2 separate regions of the Triticum aestivum genome follow, and region 2 is linked to region 1. The links are chromatin contacts, called in public Hi-C maps. All regions are on one chromosome and are shown on one strand. The core of a region is the stretch at or near the end of the contact, and the rest is flanking DNA. Distances in the headings are between cores, read along the strand shown. Region 1 holds the start of LOC123181216 (calcium uniporter protein 2, mitochondrial). Region 2 holds the start of LOC123181218 (pentatricopeptide repeat-containing protein At2g20710, mitochondrial).

Evidence for each region. A called contact is a pair of places that touch in the nucleus more often than the background predicts.
Region 2: a contact with region 1 is called in a Hi-C map of leaf, with 9 times the contacts expected there. The contact joins the promoter of LOC123181218 here to the promoter of LOC123181216 in region 1. A contact is called at or near these places in 1 of 5 Hi-C or Micro-C datasets (leaf) and 1 of 1 datasets of contacts at active chromatin or transcription factors (leaf).

The regions. Positions count from the first base shown.
Region 1 is chr1D:240,417,378-240,422,341 of IWGSC CS RefSeq v2.1, forward strand. LOC123181216 (calcium uniporter protein 2, mitochondrial) reads right to left here and starts at 2,571. Exons shown (of 2, transcript XM_044593475.1): 1 at 1,932-2,571; 2 at 1-100. The coding sequence starts at 2,423.
Region 2 is chr1D:240,671,539-240,676,502 of IWGSC CS RefSeq v2.1, forward strand. It overlaps LOC123181218 (pentatricopeptide repeat-containing protein At2g20710, mitochondrial), which reads right to left and starts at 2,352. Exons shown (of 3, transcript XR_006491551.1): 1 at 1,965-2,352; 2 at 611-1,888.

The DNA of each region.
Region 1 (4,964 bases), core at 1,321-3,820:
TCTGGGCCTCCATGGCCTTCAGCTCCTCCCTTGCAGGGTGATTCTCAGCAACAGATAGCCCTCGCGGTATGGGTATTGCCTTCTCAATTGCTTTCACAACCTGAAATTTTGAAGAAAAGGACAAAAACATATCCAAATTTTACTTGGCTGCTCTTCTTTTCAAGGGAGATCCATCAAAGAAAGAGCAATACTGGAAGGACAAAAACATTTAGCTCAAACAAGTGCAAAATGTTTGGTCTCTATCCTCCACATGGATTCAAATACCATTCAAAAGAAAATGTTTTTTTGTCAAGTCAGTATTGGGCATTAAACACATATCGACTGCACGCCTTAACATCTAAAATTCTAGATACAGCTACAAGACTAAATCATGCAAAAAGATTTTCCACAAATAGTTTTGTCACCGCCGACAGCCACAACTTGCAAGGGGTAGCTTGCCAAGTTATGGTGACCACGGAGGGACCAAGCAAAAACAAACAACAAATCGTACCACTTATCTTGCCTATGAGTACTATTACCTAATCAGAACCAGATGGCATGTGTTGATGTTCCTAAACTTTGTTTAGGTCCACCCAGAACTTTTTTTTGGGGGGGAAGGTCACCAAGATAAGAGAAGTAGATTTGTCATTGACTTGTTAGCCCTGTGTTAGTCTCCTATTTTTCAAATGGGAAGGGATGCAGCTTATTTATTCAGCAGGAAATAACAACAGCATTTTTTTAGTACTTCATATCTCATGAAAACAAATAGTAGTAACAAGATCAATTCTACACTGTTACAGTTAAGATGCGGGTAACAGATTGAATTCTCTAAACAAAATGCAAAAAAATGTTAGTAAATAGCTTTCACCCTAACAAACGAACCGAACCAGTGACAAGGACACCACATGATGGGCCATTCTGGTGTCGCAATTGCTAAAAAGGGCTGATCTCATGGCCACAACAGGCACTACTTGTTATGCAAATGGTAGTGGTAGTAGTTCTACATCTTCCACTATGTAACCAACTAAATTGTTGTGATGCATGACATGCTCAAAGGTAAATCAACCCACCACCACCACTGACATGATTGTACTGTGATTTGAATCTTCTACTATGCAATTCAAACAGCAGATTCATACTATCAATTGCTTATCACTGCCATCTAATTGTAGATCGGACAACAGCAAGTGGAATGGTGCTTCACTAATGTGTATTTTAAACTATTGAATAGTAAGAAATCCGGTGAAGTACTTCAGTATGAACATCTACATGACTACCAATGGAAATGATGAAGTTGAAAACATGTGCTCCAATTCCCAAAATAGTGAAGCCATTATCATCAGCGTGATACTAGACGCCAACCAATCTGAATATAGAGAATAACCAAGCATGTTCTTTTTTGGGTGCCCAATGGCAGCTAGGTTCTCCTCATGTTTCATTCATCGGAGATTTTTTTTTGTAATTTTAGCAAGACTGTCATTTAGTTTCTTCCCTCCTCAGATTTAGATCGAGGGGTAGAAATTAGATTTGTTGTTTTCCTTCTGGTTTTGAGAGAAGAAAGGAAACTCCCATCTTGGAACGGAACGGAAGGGGGGTAAGTAAAATCCCCCAAACTTTTGGTGTCACAACTGCTCTATTGTTTTAGAACACCGCCGTTTCTTTGGTTCATTTCCTGTTGGGAGAAACATGCAAAACACGCGAAAAATCTCGTCAGATCTCTAGCCTTGTGAAATTCTGTACCCGGTCACCCGGATTAAAATGAACAGTAGAACAAGAGAAGAGAGCAGAACAGAGGAACCAACGTGTCTTTTTTTGTCTGTAAAAGACGCTAACTGCAAGGCAAAACTAGAGCAAAAAGGTTGGGACGGATCAAGCAACATTTAGACAGGTCATTGATTTGATTTGAAGCAGCGAAATGGGAGGCAGGGAGGAGGAGGAGGGGCGGGCCGTACCATTTCGGGCCTGAGGAAGACGGTCCTGCCGAGCACGATGACGGATCCGGACTCGTCGAGCGCGCGCGCGACGGAGGGCCCGTCGTCGGCGCCCGCGGCGTCGCAGCAGAGGCGCAGGAACTCGGCGTAGGGCACGGTGCCCTCGCGGGACGCCCGCACCCGCGCGCGCGCCGCCTCCATCTGCGTGGCGCGCAGCACCTTCCGCGCCTCCTCCACCGTGAGGCTGCCCACCACCGCGGCGGCCTCCCTCGTCTGGTGCTGGGGCCGGGCAGGGGCGGGGGGGACGAGGCCGTCGAGGTTGATGCGCGGGAAGGAGACGCCTAGGTGGTCGCGGATCCGGTCGGCCAGGGGCATGAAGCCGACGTCCGGGGGCACGGCGGGGCGGAAGGCGGGGCGCTCCTGCATGAAGCGGCGGGGCATCCCGTAGGCCTGCTGCGGCGCCGCCGCCGACGCGAAGCGCTGCGCGACGGCCCTCCTCAGCGCGGCCGCCATTGCTATGATGTGCGTCGGTGGCGCTGCTTGCTCCGGACCCGACGAGCGGGGGGAGAAGAGGAGGGAAGGGGAGTGGAATCGAGCGGAAGGTAGGGTTAATCGGGTCGGGGACGCGGACGGGGCGGTTGATTTGCGGTGGAAGGAATGGTGGGGCGTGGGCGGCTATTTATACCCCCGCCGCTTGCGTCCGGGCTGTTCGAGTTCGAGCCAGGCTGCGGCCCGCCCACGCCAACGGCGCGACCCGCCCCGCCCCGAGTTCCCGTCGCGTGTAGTAATCTTTGGCACTGGAGTTTTCACAGGCTAGCAGCAGCTTTGATTTTCTTTAAAATGTAGCATTATGTATCCATTTTAACTACTTATTTTGCGGTCATTTAACTTCACGCGTTGGTCGTCGTCCTCTCTATAGTTTTTCTTTCTTTCGGTTCATCACTTCTGCCTCTCCGACGGCATTTGGAAAATGACACCTTCGAGCCTTCGACACACCATCTCCGAAAGTTTTTTTTTTGTTATACACAAAGGAAAGTGTTTATTTTACAAGATGATGTAGCATTAGACTCTTCATTTCATTGGTCGATCGATACACGTAGCGGACTAACGAGTAATACTCCGTTTGACGAGCAGTTCGCGACGGTAGCAGCCACCACAGGCGGCTATGAGTATACCAAAAACTATCAGACTCTTTTTTCTTTTCATTAAATCGAGCAGTTTACTAGCTAGCACAAAGTAGTTACTACGAGTAGTATCATTTTGCTCGAAATAGCGTTTCCTAGCTAGGCGTCTCCCATACGTCCATCGTGTGGTGCATTTTTTCTTCTTCTTCTCCTGTAACAGAATGTGGCGCGTTCTACAACGGCCTGCCACTGCCAGCAAGCAAAAACGTGTATGGGGTGTGCTGGTTTGGCACCGAACAGTTTTTTTGGGATGTCGTTATGGCGTTCCTATTTTCGTACCCCCGGCATTTGCACGTTTTGGCGCTTGTTTGGCATGAACAGCGTGTATTTTTTTAATATAATAAATATCAGCTCGCTGAATATCGAGGCGAGTGAGGTCATTGGCAGTTTCGATGGAATACACACACACATATGGTGCACTCCCACGTGCAAACAAAAAAATAGTGTGCTCCAACGTGTTGCACGAGTCGGTTACAGGGTTTGTTTGTTTTTCAGTGATTATATTACAATCAAATACCAACACATTGTTGTCAGAAAAAAACGCATTGAGTAAAGGGTACAGCTATATAGAAATTGAAAAGTTTACATGCATGGGTCCTATAGAAGTTCTGCGTCATAGACTCGGATAAGCATGGATCAGATCCCAAATCGATATGGAGTGCAAGGAGAATAATTGCAATAAAGTTTTGCTTCTTTTACGACACAAAAGATAGTCGTAGCCACACAGCTAGTGCTACATATTAAAGAGAAAATGAAAAGGTCTTAGGAGCACCTCATTTCCATTTGATCCCTTTTCTTGGAGACAATTTTTTTCCCTGAATTAGTATCGACTCATACAAACATGAAAATTACAGTTACTCCAATGATCATGATATATAACTTATATTATGTTTGAGGTGCTTTGTACGTACGATACACTTTTATATTGGAGTTGTCTTTTTGCAAAAAAGGAGGAAGGTAGTTACTCCTTCATTTTCATTTTTATTCTTGCATATAAGTTTTGTTTGAGTCAAACTTTGTAATATTTGACTAACTTACAGAAGTAATATTACCATTTATAATACGAAACTAATATCTTTAAATGGATCATGAAATCAATATCATTTAAATAAAAAGTTGTGCTTGTTTATTTAATTATTGAGAAAATCTTGCTTTTTTGTTTGATCCCACCAATTTTCTAAAGATGATTTCCTTTGATCCTAACGTGGACACACACATCTTTAAATCTCCAGCTGCGACGAGTATACTTCAAACAAACCAGTAAACTGACAATGTCCACCGGCAAAAACGAAAAGAAGAAGACAATGTCCACCGCGGGTTTCATATGTCTTACATATTGTCCGATGCTACTCAAATTCTACCAGGAAATTTCATGGCCTCCCCGACTTGTGTTAAGCATCTTTAATGTTGACCCGTAAACTTGCTCTGATATCTGTCCGCGTCAGCGATCTAACATTGCCCGCATACATTTTAAGCCGGGTTTTAACTAACCGGGCAAAGCGTGTAAACACGGCAGATTTCATCGCAGTTCTGATCGAAAATGGTACAAATCATCCATACATAGCATGCAAATAAGTCTAGTACAACAATAGTTCAAATTCAACGGGATTAACGTATTCTGTCGTCCCACACATACTGCCCCTTCAATTTCATCCAACAGTGCATGTGCATAAATGTCCGTCCCTCCATCCCGTGGTACATCATAGTAGCGCGTGCGGGACTACACAATGTGTAGAGCAACATTGAATGAATGAATGAATCAATAAGTTGAGTAAGAAGAAGCAAAACTTACGATCTCCTCATCTGCCGCGTGCAATGGTCACCTGCCTCCAGCATATCAACCGAGCCACAAAACTTGGTGACCCTGGTC
Region 2 (4,964 bases), core at 1,102-3,601, 250 kb after region 1:
CCGCCACCTAGATCCAGCATTCTCACAACCAACCCTCCCATATTGTAGGCATCATATGAGCACACAAAAAAGAATTAAACTATATTTTCCTCAAATGAAGAACAAAAGCTAAATGTGAATGTACTTCAGTAATATGCCTTTCATGCGATGGGCATACATCTCTTCAGAGTCCATATCTCTGGTTTATTGTCTTTCATGAAAAAAAAATCTCTGGTTTATTACACAAGGTATTACCAGGCTATCAGCTCATGTCAGACATACCCCCATAGCGACTTTGGATGCCATGAAAACAGAAGAAAAGAAAAGAAAAGGAGAAGCAGTTATGTCGCAAGTGGAAGAATTTGATGTGGTAGATGGAGCCAGGGAGATTGGCTTAAAAGACTGATTTGTGACACTACTGAACAGTTGCATTACATCATATCTTATCTGATCCTAACAGAAGTACAAACCTGTGCAAATTTCAAATGAACATACTCTAAGAATATATTTGACATCCCCACTGCCCTGTGACACCGTCATATAGAAGATTAAAGAATTACAGTGTCTTAGATAAGCACTAAGCAGTGGAAGGAAGTCAAACTAATTAATAATTGGATGGTTTAGCAGCTACCTGCCATGGGAAATAAACAACCAACGAAATTGCTTAGTGATAGGAAGATGCGGATATCTACTGGCATATTCCAGCGATGATTTTATCTGTTTCTTCATCAGCCTCAAAACCATCTTTTTTCATGCGATCAAGTAAATCTGACACTGGTTGTCCTGCATGAACATATGTCTGCAGTAAAATGTGGTAAACATCCCTTGTCAAAGGTACTAAATTCCGTAGCAGGCTTGCCATCTCCTCGGCTGCTTCAACATTCTTTTGCTCCATGAAATGTTCCAGGCTCATTAGCACATTTGTTAGGTCAGGTTCCCATCGAGAAGACGCACAAGCAAGAGCTTTCCTTGTCATATCCACCGCCTTCGACACCTGGCCGTCCTGGAAAAATCCACTAGCCAAACTATACCAAGTACTACGGTGAGGTGTCCTCCCTTTGGCGATGGCTTCATCCAGGAGAGCTTCTGCCTTCTCCATAAGACCTTTGGCACAGTAAGCATTTAGCAGTAAGTTTGTTAAGTGGATATCATGGTGAACATACCTACTTTCCCACTCTCCAAAGGCTTTCTCAGCACCATCAATGTCATTCATCTTAAGCAGCGCAGTTATCCTGCACATGTACATCGAGTTGCATGCCGGCACTTTGGACTTGTAGACATTCCAAACCCGGTCCGCCTCACTACTCATTCCCAAATCAGCAAACATGGAAAGCAAGAACCCATATGCAACCCTCTCATCCTTCCGACCTATCTGCTTTTCTGATTCCTGGATAGCTCGCAAGGCCTTTCCTTGCTGCCCGGCTTCCATGAAGGCCCTGGCTACAATGGCATGTGAGTGCCAATTCACGATCTTCGGGTCGACCTTCTTGATAATTTCCTCAATGCCATCAAAATTCCCAGCAGCTGCGAGCACCGTCAACAGAATGTTGATACTGAAGACATCAGGCTTGATGCCGCTCTCTTCCATGGTCCTGTACATGGCGTGCACCCTCTCAACCTGCCCGGTCTCCCAGTAAAGCTTCATCATCACATTGTAAGGATATGATCTCATCATTCCCAAGTCCTGCATCTCCGCGAAGAGCTTTTCGGCCTCGTCTACGGACTTTGCCTCCGCATAGCATTTCAGGAGGGAGCCGTAGCAATGAGAGTTCTTCACCTGGATCGACAAGCCCTTCCAGTAGTTCACGGCACTCTCGGGGCCCTGCACCTTGCTGATCAGCTCCAGCCGGTACGCGACGTCGCCAGGCGACAGGTACATGTACCGCCGGTCGGTCATCCACATTGAAAGCTGCAAGAGCACAAAGAATCAGCGAGTGGGGTGCGCGCAAAGGGAGTGTTCGCTTCGGGGTTGGGGTGATTGCGACCTCGAGCGCGTGGGATAAGCGGCGGATGCGGACGGGCTTCTTGACGATGCACATGAGGTTGTTCTTCTCGACGGCCCGGCCCTCCGTGACCGCCCATTGCTCCAGCACGGGAGTCAGCGGGAGGCGCGGGTTCCATACGGCAGTGACGCGGCGGTAGAGTGAATCGGCCAGCGGGCGCCGCGGTGGATGGGGCGAGGCTGCGGCGGTCTCGGCGGCCGTGGACAGGCATCGGAGCAGGCAGCCGCGAGGAGGGAGGAGGTGGTGCATGGTGGCGCGGCCGCTCCGGCGGTTCGATGCCGGCGGAGGAGGGTGAGGGTTTGGGGGAATGGGGAATGGGCTCAGATGGGCCTTGTGCTGAATGGGCTTCAGGGTGGTTAATCTAATCGAAAGGAAGGGGGAGACAGGATAAATTCTCCAGAAGATTATAGGACCCGGGCTTGGCTACTGTCCTGGTGGGCGCAAGGCACATGCCAAAAGGTGGCTAAAGAGAGGGACAGGCTTAAGGGCATCGGTGGGCTTCAGAGACGAGGTCGGCATGAGCGAGCGTGTGACACAAGACTATAGCTGGCCAAACGGGCCGTGCTAACTGGGCCGGCCCGGTAGCACGCAGGAACGGCACGGCCCAGGCATGGCACGGCCCGGGCTAAACGGGCCAGGACGGCACGCGGCACGCCATGGGCCGTGCCTGGGCCTGGAGGCTGGGCACGCGGGGCGGCACGGCACAACCCGTTTAACTTTTTTTTGAAATATATAAATAAATATGTCCTATATAAATACCTAGTACTCTAATATGTTCAATACTTTTGTAGTGCATGCGTACATTTGTAGTGCTCTAATATATTTCTTTCTATTTCTTTTAATCTTTTAGTATTTCTAGAGCATAGCTTGTACTCTTTTACTTCTTTGGGATGGAAGGTTTTAATGAGGCAAGCGTTAATAAAACTCTAGATTTATCCCAGATAATACTCTACATTTTTTGTGCATTTTTCTACATTTTTTGGAAGAAAAAAAATTTGCTGTACAGAGGGGAAAAATGCGCCAGGCGGCCCAGCGTGCGATAACGGGCCGGCGTGCCTGGGCGTGCCGCGTGCCGGCCCAAATAGGTTGCATGCCGTGCCTCGGTTGCAAGCTCCCGCCCGTGGGCCGGCACGGCACGGTCCGGCTAATAATCATGTCGTGGCAGGCCGTGCCGTGGCAGGCACGATTGCCGCGGGCCGGGCTGGGCCGGCCCGTTTGGCCAGGAATACACAAGACATACCCAGGTTCGGAGCTCTTCTGAGAGATAATACCCCTAGTCTTGCCGAGAGTGGTATATATGTGAAGTAGTACAGAGTTGCTCCTAGAGCTGTTCGGGGGAGAAAGGAGGGAAGGCAAAGGCTTAGGCTGCTCCTTCTTTGTGAGTGTGTGTGTGTGTGTGTGTGGGAAGCCGGAGCTGGGACCCGCCGGGTACCAGGATTCGCCGGGTTCTCCGGGTGCGGTCCCCGCGCGCTAGGGGGCACCGTTCTCCGTCTTGTCGTGCGTCATGAAGTGGTTGGGCCGGCTCGGCTACAGTGGCGCTCCGCCTGGTCGCCATCGGCTTGCGTCAGTAGGATGAGGGGGGCACTGTTGACACGCCGGCCCTGGTCAGCGGAGTAGGTGGGACACTGTAGCCACGCTCCTGCCGGTCAGCGGGGTTGGTAGACCACTGTAGCCACGCTCATCCCCTCTACGGGGACTTGTTCCGTCGTATGCCTTGGATGGGACGGGAGCTGACCCGAGGCCGGGTTGAGGAAGACGCCATGAGGGCGCTGGCTTGTTGGAGAAGCCTTGGTTTGTCGGGTTCGGCCGGCATGCGCTAGCAGGCCCGGCTGTGTTGCAGTTTCGGCCGGGTTGCCAAACCCGGCCAAGTGCGAACCGGATTGAGGGGCGATGCCGACCCCATGTTTATGAAAGGGATCCGGGTTCCGTTGCCTGCCCGGGGTTTTATTGGAAATATGCCCTAGAGGAAATAATAAATAGGTTATTATTATATTTCCTTGTTCATGATAATCGTTTATTATCCATGCTAGAATTGTATTGGTAGGAAACTCAGATACATGTGTGGATACATAGACAACACCATGTCCCTAGTAAGCCTCTAGTTGACTAGCTCGTTGATCAATAGATGGTTACGGTTTCCTAACCATGGACATTGGATGTCGTTGATAACGGGATCACATCATTAGGAGAATGATATGATGGACGAGACCCAATCCTAAGCCTAGCACAAGATCGTGTAGTTCGTTTGCTCAGAGCTTTTCTAATGTCAAGTATCATTTCCTTAGACCATGAGATTGTGCAACTCCCGGATACCGTAGGAATGCTTTGGGTGTACCAAACGTCACAACGTAACTGGGTGGCTATAAAGGTGCACTACAGGTATCTCCGAAAGTGTCTGTTGGGTTGGCACGAATCGAGACTGGGATTTGTCACTCCGTGTAAACGGAGAGGTATCTCTGGGCCCACTCGGTAGGACATCATCATAATGTGCACAATGTGACCAAGGAGTTGATCACGGGATGATGTGTTACGGAACGAGTAAAGAGACTTGCCGGTAACGAGATTGAACAAGGTATCGGGATACCGACGATCGAATCTCGGGCAAGTACCATACCGATTAACAAAGGGAATTGTATACGGGATTGATTGAATCCTCGACATCGTGGTTCATCCGATGAGATCATCGAGGAGCATGTGGGAGCCAACATGGGTATCCAGATCCCGCTGTTGGTTATTGACCGGAGAGTCGTCTCGGTCATGTCTGCCTGTCTCCCGAACCCGTAGGGTCTACACACTTAAGGTTCGGTGACGCTAGGGTTATAGAGATATTAGTATGCGGTAACCCGAAAGTTGTTCGGAGTCCCGGATGAGATCCCGGACGTCACGAGGAGTTCCGGAATGGTCCGGAGGTAAAGATTTATATATGGGAAGTCTTATTTTGGTCGCCGGAAAAGTTTCGCACTTTATCGGTATTGTACCGGG